Regions from separate parts of the Rattus norvegicus genome. Here region 2 is linked to region 1. The links are chromatin contacts, called in public Hi-C maps. All regions are on one chromosome and are shown on one strand. The core of a region is the stretch at or near the end of the contact, and the rest is flanking DNA. Distances in the headings are between cores, read along the strand shown. Region 1 has its middle 180 kb from the start of Tmx1. Region 2 has its middle 130 kb from the start of Frmd6.

The links. A called contact is a pair of places that touch in the nucleus more often than the background predicts.
Region 2: a contact with region 1 is called in a Hi-C map of the A7r5 cell line, with 2.1 times the contacts expected there. The contact joins two enhancer-like sites. A contact is called at or near these places in 3 of 12 Hi-C or Micro-C datasets (the A7r5 cell line, the Rat2 cell line and mammary epithelial cells).

The regions. Positions count from the first base shown.
Region 1 is chr6:94,869,933-94,875,862 of GRCr8, reverse strand. No RefSeq gene overlaps it. Among named protein-coding and RNA genes, the nearest start is that of Tmx1, 180 kb to the right of the region's middle. Within about 2 kb of position 4,067, at least 48 of the 93 cell types and tissues checked have an H3K27ac peak or open chromatin away from gene starts, as enhancers often do. A contact at or near this core is called in the A7r5 cell line, where this site is marked.
Region 2 is chr6:94,944,030-94,950,065 of GRCr8, reverse strand. No RefSeq gene overlaps it. Among named protein-coding and RNA genes, the nearest start is that of Frmd6, 130 kb to the left of the region's middle. Within about 2 kb of position 1,800, at least 20 of the 93 cell types and tissues checked have an H3K27ac peak or open chromatin away from gene starts, as enhancers often do. A contact at or near this core is called in the A7r5 cell line, where this site is marked.

The DNA of each region.
Region 1 (5,930 bases), core at 2,818-5,317:
CATTCAGTATCTTCAGAGCAGTGCTGCCAGTATCGTTCCTTTAGTCCTCCGTCCTCACTTCCCACTCTTCCCATTCTGTTCTCTTACATATCCTGCAGGTAACAAGTAAGTTTATTCCTTGTGTATTACACACACCAGTGAGCTATGTCTGTACATGCCTTTATCAGCCTCTGTTTTCTTACATAAAGGGTAGTATACTATAAATACTCTTTGTAGTTCTTTTTACAATTAACACTATACACTGGGAAATCAGTATCTGTCACTCCACAGACATTCTTCACTCTGCTCTTGATTTTAGCTACACAGCACTCTGTACACAGATGAGCTTGGCTGACTTAGGCGTCTTGTATTTGTAGGCATGTAGATTGTTTGCCATATTTTCCAATTACAAGCAGTGCTGCCACAAACGATCGTATGTAGTGCACTTTCCTACCTTTGGAGATGTCTTCTGGGTAGTACTTCTAAAATGGAGTCCCTTTGCTGAACAGGTTGTTCCTCTGCAGTTTACAAGGGGCAGATTTCTCTGTAGCAAGATTGCTCCAGTTTAAGTTCCTACAGACAATACACATAAGCACCACTCCTTGCTAACCCAGTAGGCATGAAACGATATCTCAGTGCTGCATTCCTATAACTAGGAATGTAAATAACTTTCCTACATCAAGGCTCAATTTTAGGCCATTCCTTGCCAGTCATCTATGCATCCATGCAGAATCCAGCCAAAGGGGCTCAGACACTTCAGAACTTGCTCCAGGTTGGGCCCTGGCTCAGCTGAGTTGCAGACACGGAAGCCTCAGACCTGAATGCCTTTTGGGCTCTATCCGCATACCAAGCGTACTGGGCAGACAGACTTATATTCATTTTGGAGGCCGAGACGCCCATCCGGTGGTTTCACATTATTGGTATTCTGGGCAGTCTCTGTGATGTAAGTATTCAAGGCCTTGGTTATTTTAGATTTCCTGTGTCAATAAGAACCATTTTTACAAGATGCTTAAGAGTAAGGCCTGTAAGGTATGTAGAAATCACCAGGCTAACCATTAACATAAACTGAGTGTCTTTACATTTGGATTTTGGACTTCAGTCCCCATCTCCCACACTGGGAGAAGTCATTCAATTCAACACTCAACAAAGGTCAAAGGTCAAAGCCAAACGACCTCGTGTACCAGACTGTTGTTAATTCCTCTGCTTCGCTGTTTGCAAAAGGGACGTGGGGTCTCCTTGAGGTTTGCTTGAGTGAGTCACATTGAAAACTCTTCATGGGGAGGAAAATCAATCTCGTGACTTGTAAGCACTGTTCAGGGACCCTCATATTAGGCATCATCTATGGGAAAGTGGTCAGGCCAGAAGGTGAGCTGGACTGGGTCCACCCAGCCGCCTCCTCCAGTCAGCGTCTCTTCTCAGTAATAGATCAGTAAGAACTGGGTGGATCTGAACAATGACAACAGGATCCTCTTTCTCTCTCTCTCTCTCTCTCTCTCTCTCTCTCTATATATATATATATATATATATATATATATATATATATATATGTATATATATATCTGTCTGTATCTGTATCTGTGTCTGTGTCTGTGTCTGTGTCTGTGTCTGTGTCTGTGTCTGTCTGTGTCTGTGTCTGTGTCTGTGTCTGTGTCTGTGTCTGTGTCTGTACCTGTGTCTGTGTCTGTGTCTGTGTCTGTCTGTGTCTGTGTCTGTGTCTGTGTCTGTGTCTGTGTCTGTGTCTGTACCTGTGTCTGTGTCTGTGTCTGTGTCTGTGTCTGTGTCTGTGTCTGTGTCTGTGTCTGTGTCTGTGTCTGTGTCTGTACCTGTGTCTGTGTCTGTGTCTGTGTCTGTGTCTGTACCTGTGTCTGTGTCTGTGTCTGTGTCTGTGTCTGTCTGTGTCTGTGTCTGTGTCTGTGTCTGTGTCTGTGTCTGTGTCTGTGTCTGTACCTGTGTCTGTGTCTGTGTCTGTGTCTGTGTCTGTGTCTGTGTCTGTACCTGTGTCTGTGTCTGTGTCTGTGTCTGTGTCTGTGTCTGTACCTGTGTCTGTGTCTGTGTCTGTGTCTGTGTCTGTCTGTGTCTGTGTCTGTGTCTGTGTCTGTCTGTGTCTGTGTCTGTGTCTGTGTCTGTACCTGTGTCTGTGTCTGTGTCTGTGTCTGTGTCTGTGTCTGTACCTGTGTCTGTGTCTGTGTCTGTGTCTGTGTCTGTGTCTGTGTCTGTGTCTGTACCTGTGTCTGTGTCTGTGTCTGTGTCTGTCTGTGTCTGTGTCTGTGTCTGTGTCTGTGTCTGTGTCTGTACCTGTGTCTGTACCTGTGTCTGTGTCTGTGTCTGTACCTGTGTCTGTGTCTGTGTCTGTACCTGTGTCTGTGTCTGTGTCTGTGTCTGTGTCTGTCTGTGTCTGTGTCTGTGTCTGTGTCTGTCTGTGTCTGTGTCTGTGTCTGTGTCTGTACCTGTGTCTGTGTCTGTGTCTGTGTCTGTGTCTGTACCTGTGTCTGTGTCTGTGTCTGTGTCTGTGTCTGTGTCTGTGTCTGTGTCTGTGTCTGTACCTGTGTCTGTGTCTGTCTGTGTCTGTGTCTGTGTCTGTGTCTGTGTCTGTGTCTGTACCTGTGTCTGTGTCTGTGTCTGTGTCTGTGTCTGTGTCTGTGTCTGTGTCTGTACCTGTGTCTGTGTCTGTGTCTGTGTCTGTACCTGTGTCTGTGTCTGTACCTGTGTCTGTGTCTGTGTCTGTGTCTGTGTCTGTGTCTGTCTGTGTCTGTGTCTGTGTCTGTGTCTGTACCTGTGTCTGTGTCTGTGTCTGTGTCTGTGTCTGTGTCTGTACCTGTGTCTGTGTCTGTGTCTGTGTCTGTGTCTGTCTGTGTCTGTGTCTGTGTCTGTGTCTGTCTGTGTCTGTGTCTGTGTCTGTGTCTGTGTCTGTGTCTGTGTCTGTACCTGTGTCTGTGTCTGTGTCTGTACCTGTGTCTGTGTCTGTGTCTGTGTCTGTGTCTGTACCTGTGTCTGTGTCTGTGTCTGTACCTGTGTCTGTGTCTGTGTCTGTGTCTGTACCTGTGTCTGTGTCTGTGTCTGTGTCTGTACCTGTGTCTGTGTCTGTGTCTGTGTCTGTGTCTGTGTCTGTGTCTGTGTCTGTGTCTGTGTCTGTGTCTGTGTCTGTCTGTGTCTGTGTCTGTACCTGTGTCTGTGTCTGTGTCTGTGTCTGTACCTGTGTCTGTGTCTGTGTCTGTGTGTGTGTCTGTGTCTGTGTCTGTGTCTGTGTCTTTGTCTGTGTCTGTGTCTGTACCTGTGTCTGTGTCTGTACCTGTGTCTGTGTCTGTGTCTGTACCTGTGTCTGTGTCTGTGTCTGTACCTGTGTCTGTGTCTGTGTCTGTGTCTGTGTCTGTGTCTGTGTCTGTGTCTGTACCTGTGTCTGTGTCTGTGTCTGTGTCTGTGTCTGTGTCTGTGTCTGTCTGTGTCTGTGTCTGTGTCTGTGTCTGTCTGTGTCTGTGTCTGTGTCTGTGTCTGTGTCTGTCTGTGTCTGTGTCTGTGTCTGTGTCTGTGTCTGTACCTGTGTCTGTGTCTGTGTCTGTGTCTGTGTCTGTCTGTGTCTGTGTCTGTGTCTGTGTCTGTGTCTGTGTCCATCCTATACATCACCAGCTGTATTTCACCTAAACCCATGATGTTTTGGCTATGGATCATGAGCCATAAACTCACATTCACTTTTCCTGGAAATGTAGGTTTGAAAGAGGCACCATGTATGTAAGCACAATAAAAGACCACATCAAAAGAACTTCCAGGTATGTGGTGGTGTCTCTGACTTCAGGGGAAACAAAAGTCTTTTAAACCTACCCCATTCTATGCCAGGTGATATTATAGGAAACTTTTCCTTTTGTAGAAAGGATAAATTGAAGAATATTTTGCAGAAAAACAACTTCTGTTAGTGCCTCTGGCACCCAAGTTGCTCAACACTGAGGGAAATAAGGAGTCCTCTTTGGAAAGAGTCCCAGACAGAGTGTCCTGTTTCCTATTTGCAAACTTTAAAAAATCTCTTATCAGGGACAATGGCTTAACCATTAATAAGAAAAGCTCAGGGCCCTTCTCTAATTCTAAAATTTTCTCACTGAACTTGGCTAACCACAGGTATGATGGCTCAGTGCCCAGTGAGGCATTCTGACACACTTCTGGATTAGATGTTGAAAACAATAACATCGATTGTCAAAAAAAAAAAAGCCATTTCAAAGAATACTTTTAAAAGAGACCAGAGCCAGCATGTATATACATACCCTCCTGAACACACACACACACACACACACACACACACACACACACACACGGGTGTGCACATAGGAATACAAGCCCAATACATGGTTCTCTCAGCTCTTTGCTCTAGAGCAGCCCCTACTTCAGAGCCACACCATGGATTCTTTGTGCCCTCAGTCACAAAATCCCGAGCATTCCTTCAAGCCTTGTGGCTTGGCTCGAGCAGCTGGGAATAAAAGGTTCCTTGAACACAGAAGGCAGGGCTGCGTTCTAGCAGCTGCCACCCAAGGGTAGGAAACACTATGAAGGGCACATTTTGTGTTGCTGCTTCTTGTATTTAAGGGGAAGATTGGAGAAATGCTCTTCCTGGGTAATTCTTTGGGTTTGATTTATGGGGGGAGAGAACTGAGGACTGTCCTTTTGATGATGTCCCGGGGCACGTTAGGAGCCTGCCTTTGACTTTGAACTGCTAGGACCCTGTGAACTTCTGCACAAGGGTATGTCTTGATTTTAAAGCAAAAGGCTTGAACAAACAATTCCAAGTCATACCAAGCTGCAGTGGTCCAGCTTTCAAGGCACCGCCATGTACACTGTCAACAGCAGTGACTTAGGGCCCGAGCTATTAATGGAAACCAGAAAAAGAATACTTTGGGAAAGGTCACCAGGGACTAACTGGAGCTTCAGGAAGTGAGCAGCTATATTTACAGTCCTGGGACAGTGCAGATCTCAGCCTTCCACACAAAGAACGCTTTCTTTCTGCCTTTGGCATGTCACGAAGGCCAAGCGGGTAAATTCTGAACATCTCACAGATGGATTTGTTACTGAGCTGCAAATCCAAACTTACACATGATGAATTTCATTACTCAGTCCTCCAGAAGAGCCCATGACCCTGAACAGCCTTTGCCCTGTCCTCATGCAAGCAAGACTTTTAGAAAGTAAATGGATGGGGCCTCTCCCCCTCCCCCTTCCCCTCTCTTTCTTTCCCTCTTTCTTCCCTCCCTCCCTCCATCCCTCCCTCCCTCCCTCCCCTTACTCTTGAGCTATGTGCATTCACAGTGTGTGTATCCACCCAGGAAGTAGGGTGCCTGAGAATGTTACGCAAAGCTATAGACTCCTGAGTGTTGAGTCAGAGTCTGGCCCAAGGCAGTGATAATCAAGAGGAGATTGGTGTGTTCTGCGTTTCCTTTGAAAATATCCTTCCCCATTAGTACTTACTATTAATCATACATGCTCACCATCACAAAGTTCCACGGGTGCAAAGAAACTCGAAGGTTTAATATAATAGTCCCATTTTGAAAGTGTCAAAAATAAGACTAGAAAGAGGTCGTGCTTGCTCAAGGTCATAAAGGCATTGCGGTCAGATCCAGGCCTAAAGGCAAAGCCACCCAAAGCTGGATCTCATTGAAAATCCACAAAACAGCCGTGTGGAGGTGGTGCATCGTATGCCTTTGAGACCAGTGCATGGGGGGCAGAGGCAGGTGGATCTCTTTGCACATGGCCTACAGAGCGAGTTCCAGGACAGTTCAGGCTGCTACAGAGAAATCTTGAAAAGCAAGGCAAGCGGACAAACAAAACCCGTAACACTACAGAATGGGAAATGGGAGGCCGAGTGGTGTCCTCTGCACACCTGAGATGTTTTCACCACATGAAAATGTTTACTCGGGACCACAGCACCTACCAGCTAACACTGCTGTTTGTGGACCTCATGATTTTGAGGGACAGGA
Region 2 (6,036 bases), core at 551-3,050, 76 kb before region 1:
AATGAGGCTTGGACTTAGCACATACTTCACAGGAGAGAAAAGGAGCGAGACCAAGACTGACTCTGAACTGCCCAGAGTGAGTCACGGAACTTGACACTTTTTGAGGTTAAGTCATCAGATCACAGCGTCTTTTGATGGAAATTTTGCCTTCTCAGCTTTGGGCTGGAGAGAGAACTTAGTGCTTAGAAACAGGTGTTTCTCAAACTCAAGTAGAAGACCTGAGTGTGGTCTCGGCACTTGGGCTGGGCAACTGACAACCTACAACTCCATCTCTGGGGCAGGTCTCAAAACTCTGACCTCCTTAGGGCACCTTAGTCACATGCACGTCTTCCTCTATTCCCCACAGACATGTAATTAAAATAATAAAAGTCTGTTCCTTCCTTTGCTTGGAGTCAAGACTTACTGCCTGGCTAGACGTTTTGCACTGAATGCTCTCAGCCTTTGCATTTCTAACAACAAAACACTGCTCTTGATGAATGTAAGGGAGTGATGAAGACCCTCTTCTTGGAGCAGTTTCTCTATGAGAAGATGGGGATGCTCCTGTTCTCCTGGGGATCTGAGGGTGCCACGTGTTTCATGTGCCCTGAGCTATAACTAAGCTAGGAGGGTGGGCAGGCAGCAGTGCCTCCCTGTTACTTTAGTGTTTTACGTTCTGTTATAATAAAAACATTCTAAAGTCAATAGAAGTATGTAAGAGAAACACCTTGACACTTAGTTCTACTCTGGTACGCTGATGTGCTTATAAAAACCAATCTGAAAATATATTATAAAACGTAGCTGTGTCGGGGTTTAGCTCAGCTGAATGCACACATCTGTGTAGCCAATGTGCACAGTTAATGCACAGGCGGCCTCACCATGCCCAAGAGTTCTTTTAGACTCTTGTCTTGTCACCTCCCTGGCACCTTCTAGCTGCCTGCATCTGTAGATTTTTTTCCGTTACTCGTACGCTTTTTTCAAAAATGATTTTTTTTTTTGGTTCTTTTTTTCGGAGCTGGGGACCGAACCCAGGGCCTTGTGCTTCCTAGGTAATCGCTCTACCACTGAGCTAAATCCCCAGCCTCAAAAAAGATTTTTTTATTTTAAACTCTTTGTCTCTATGACTGTCTCTGACACTCTTGGTCTGCCTCTGTCTCTCTGTCTCTGTCTCTGTGTGTGTGTGTCTGTCTGTCTCTGTCTGTCTGTCTATATGTCTCTGTCTGTCTTTGTCTGTCCTTCTCTATGCCTGTCTGTCTCCCCTCCCTGCCCCCGTTGTGCGTGTGTGTGTGTGTGTGTGTGTGCGTGTGTGTGTGTATGTGTGTGTGTGTGCGTGCACAGAGGTGCAAGTGCCTGCATAGACCAGTGTCTAAGCCACCTGATATGAGTGCAGGAACAGCATGTACTCCTAACCACCATGTCTTTTTTTGGCCATCATAAATATTCAGTCTTTTAGTCTATTTTTTGTCTAGTTCTTGATCAGCATAATGTTTTTGAAATCCATCTACATTGTATATATGAAGAGTTCACTCATTTCAAATGCTGGCCTTAAACTCACTGCACAAATATCTCATGTGTTGTAGTCATTCATTCTTTGATGGGCATTTTGGTTGTTTCTAGTTTGGGGCTACAAAGATATTCACGTTTGAATTTCCTACGTGTCTTTTATTCTATATTTTACTTTTGCTGAATAAAGCACACGAAGTGCAGCCATTGGGTCACCAAGAGACATTTGACTAACTTTATAAAGGCACTGCCTAGCTCTTTCCCAAATGGCTGCACCATCTCCCCTGCCCCAACACAGTGCGTGCGAGTAGGAGTGGCCAGACAGCTTTCCTAACGTCGGCTGCTCCGGCGTGTGTGTGAGCGGCTCCTGGCCGTGGGTGTCTAGCACTTCATTGTGCTCTGTGATTTGTGATTCCCTGATGACTCATGAGGCTGGGCATCTTTCCGTCTGTTTTTTGGTCACTCACACAGCTTCTTTTAGTGAAGCGTGTGTTCAGTTCTTTTTGCCCATACTTAAAGTAGGTTACTGGTTTTCTTTTATATATTATTTAATTTTAAATATCCTTTATGCATCTGGGGACTATTCCCTTGTTTGATATGTTATCAGTATCTTTTTTTCTCCATCTGGGAGTTTACCTTTTTGTTTTATTAATGATATCTGTCCTAGAGCAGGCATTTTTGAATATTATTCTTTGGTGTGTACTGGGGATAACTTTACAAATAAGCTTTGTGAATGATAATGTCCAGTACCAAGGACAATCGCGGGACATATTCTGTAGCAATTAATAAAGGTTCTGTGGCCCCTGGGATTAGTAATCAAATATCTGATATCTGTCAGTGATAAACAGCCCAAACCTTATGCCACTAGGAATCTCTGCCTTACTGTCTCCTTTCATTCTCTCTCTCTCTCTCTCTCTCTCTCTCTCTCTCTCTCTCTCTCTCTCTCTCTCTCCAATGCTTCTCCTTCACAGAAACTCTTCTCTATACCAGATGTGTTACAGTGCAAGGGTCACCATGCCTTTTTCCCCCTGTGTAGGAAGTAATCTTAAAACCGTGGTTGGTCTGGGTTTTATCGGCCACAGGAACCTCCTTCCTAATAGACTTCAAAATCTCTGGCTGTCAAAGTTGGAACCCAGTGACTTTGTTCTGACTCAGAATCCAGACAGAGTCTATCTTACTCATTTCTGTCAGCAGACCTTTCTAACTGCCATACCCCACGCAATGGAGCTAGAAATGCAGGATCTACCCAGGGTGGTGTGTGCCCTGTGTGTCAACTTGTCCAGTTCATAGCTAGTGCAGCAGTGAGCCCGAGGACAGACCTAACTCACTCCGTCCTCTGCCTGTTATTTGTTAAATGGAGCTTAGCGCATAAGAGATGGTGTGCAAGTCACAATTGGTGTGCCAGCTTGCTTGAGTCATTCCGAAGGTGTTTGTTACTTTCGGAACCCCATGGCCACATGCCTGGCTCATTAGAGCATTTGCTGTTGCAGGAGTTATATAGCCAAATAGCCACAGTTAACCGGGGGCAGGGGGCGGGGGGGAAGCAATGCTATGGTGGCAATGAGGTAATCAAATCTCCCAGGCTCCGCCCAGGCAGGAAGTCAGTTAATATTGCAGGGTAAGGCTTGTGTCATTTTTGACTCACACTGGTTCACATTTCCCAAGTGGGAGACGAATGTTCTGGATCTCAGAAATGGTAGAGGTCATAAGAAAGACACTTTCTCCTTAGATCTCCCTTAGAGAGAAAACTTATAATACAAAAAAGGCGGCCCACCATTACAACCTCCAGTGTTTAATGCAGTTTGTGGAACAGCCCCACACACATTTTCACACGAGGTCCTTACAACAACCCTGGAGAGGGGCCCCTGGCGAATGTGGAAATAGTGAGGCTCTTTATATGAAGCTGGTCTTAAAGTTCTGAGTCTGTATGTGTCTGACCCAGATTCCACATCTATTGTGAAGTGATATGATACTTTGGTACTACAAAATGAACTAGCAGGGCCCACAAAATATTTTTTTTAATATTTTATTAATTTATGTGTATAGATGTTTTACCCGCATGTGTGACTATGTACATGCACGCATGCTTAGTGCCTGAGGAAGTCATGAGAGGGTGTCAGAGTCCCTGAAACTAGACTTGTAGATGGTTGTGAACCACTATGTGGGTGCTGGGAACCTGAGTTATCTGGATGACCAGACAGTGCTCTTAACTGCTGAGCCTGGGCCGTCTCTCCTGCACCACAGGATTCATTGTCTTGGGAGGGGACTCCTTTACTTATGAGCTGCCAAGGATGAAGTAGACATCTAAGTTTGTGCTTCTTTCCCCCTCCTCCCTGGTTCTTAAATATTGTCTGTTATGCCTCAAGGTAAGATAACTTATCCTATCTATAGAATATCTTCCTGGTACACTCTTCCTCAGATTGAAGGAGAATACTGTCGGATGCGATTTTGGCACAAAGGGTGGGGGTGGGGATGTTAGAGGCCATGGGGCTGCAAACCCTTAAAATCCTTTTTCCCTGGGAACCCAGTTTTACAAAGGTCAGCTGAACATGCTGAGATGACGCTCTTCTCTTATGTGGACAAACCTGACGTAATATTTTATGTCCTATTTCTAACGTCACACCCGTCCTAAAGAATCTCCTTGGCTTGGTCACATGAATTTTGTCTCAGAGGAATAATGAGGCTTGGAAAATTAGATCTGAATTGGGGGATGGAGGCCTGTGGGTTGCTCATAACCCCCATTCAAAATGAAGCAGCGCATTGTATAAGTTTTCATTTCTTTTTGAACACATTTTTATTTTATTTTTATTATTATCTATTTATTCATCTGAGATAGTGTTTCTCTGTTGACCCCTGGTTGTCTTGGAACTCCATCTAGTCTTAACTCAGAGATCCCCCTGCCTCTGCCTCCTGAGTGCTGGGGTTAAAGGCATGCAGGCCACCACTGGCACCACTGGCTGCATCTGCAGAATAGATTTCCACCAGAGACCCAGTCACGGCCCTGAAATAGCTGAGGCTTCTGGTTAACCTCGCAGCAGAGGTGCATAGAGCTCCCTGCTTTGCAAAGGATGAAATGCACTTGCTTCTGCCTCGGACACTGGTGTGACTGTAAGCTTTGAAACCAAGTCCTCGGGAAAGAAAACTCAACTTGGTTCAGAACGAATGACACAAAATCAAACCCGAGATTCTGTCCTTCTTTCTCTGTTCGGATAGCTACAACTGAGAAAAAATATAATTAAAATTCTATTTCTCAGTGTATTTCCATATTTTTACCAGGCTTTATAATAACAGCCTGCAAGACAAACATCTCATTTCATTACTGTGTCATTAGGGACTTCCGTGTCTGTGTGGCATGAGGTGCATTCTTTGAATGGATAGAAGCACTTGGAGCCCTGATTCCAACTGGTCAGACTGGAAAATTCATGACTGCTCTCAGCAGATGTCTTCCAGCGAACTCCCCAGGGGAGAGCTACTACCTTCTACATATGGAAACAACCAAATCTGATTGGTCAACGTTTAAAGCAAACCATTGGAAGGTGTAATTTTGAGGAGTTCACCCCTGCTATTTCCCAGATCTAAATTTTGGGTATTTTTTTATAACAAAAATACTAACTAAAGCATACATCAAAGCTCATAATTCAGTCTATCATACTAGAACATCTATCTCTAATGACAGGATTAAGAATGGCTTGATGATTTGGAGCCAAAATGGTAAGATCCTTTAGAGTGGAGTCACTTGGTTGACATTACTTTCTCTTGACTCAATGATTGGTCTAGGCTGAAGGAGTCAAGAGACCGTTTCCAATGGAGAAGATTAAAATGCAATTATAGATGCATTTATCTTCCTTTGCTCCGGGGCTCTCTGTTCTATAATACCATTTGCATAATGGAATATTTTGTTCCCTTTTCAGTGTTAAATCTGGAACTTTTTATTCCAGGTGCCCATCAAAAAAATAAACAAAAGGAGTTTTAAGCCCTGGGCTTTTCCTATGTATCTGATGTTAAGAATTAGTTCATGTTGCCTGTTTTTAGGGAAATATAACACTTTCTTTTTTAAAACATTTCCAAGGTGACAGAGTTCTAAACAGTTGTAAATACAGATAAATAGAAGTTAGGAACTCACCTCCTCTATCCTCTACAAGCAACCCAAGCAGACAGACAGACACACGCACGCACACGCACGCCCTCAGTGTTCTCACTGAAGGTAGCATGGGAGGTGCCATTCTTTTTTTTATTTTTATTTTTATTTTTTATTTTATTTTATTTTATTTTTTAACTTGAGTATTTCTTATTTACGTTTCAAGTGTTATTCCCTTTCCCGGTTTACGAGAAAGAACTGGAAGAGCTTGAAGGGGCTCGAGACCGCATATGAACAACAATGCCAAGCAACCAGAGCTTCCAGGGACTAAGCCACTACCTAAAGACTATACATGGACTGACCCTGGACTCTGACCCCATAGGTAGCAATGAATATCCTAGTAAGATCACCAGTGGAAGGGGAAGCCCTGGGTCCTGCTAAGACTGAACCCCCAGTGAACGTGATTGTTGGGGGGGGGG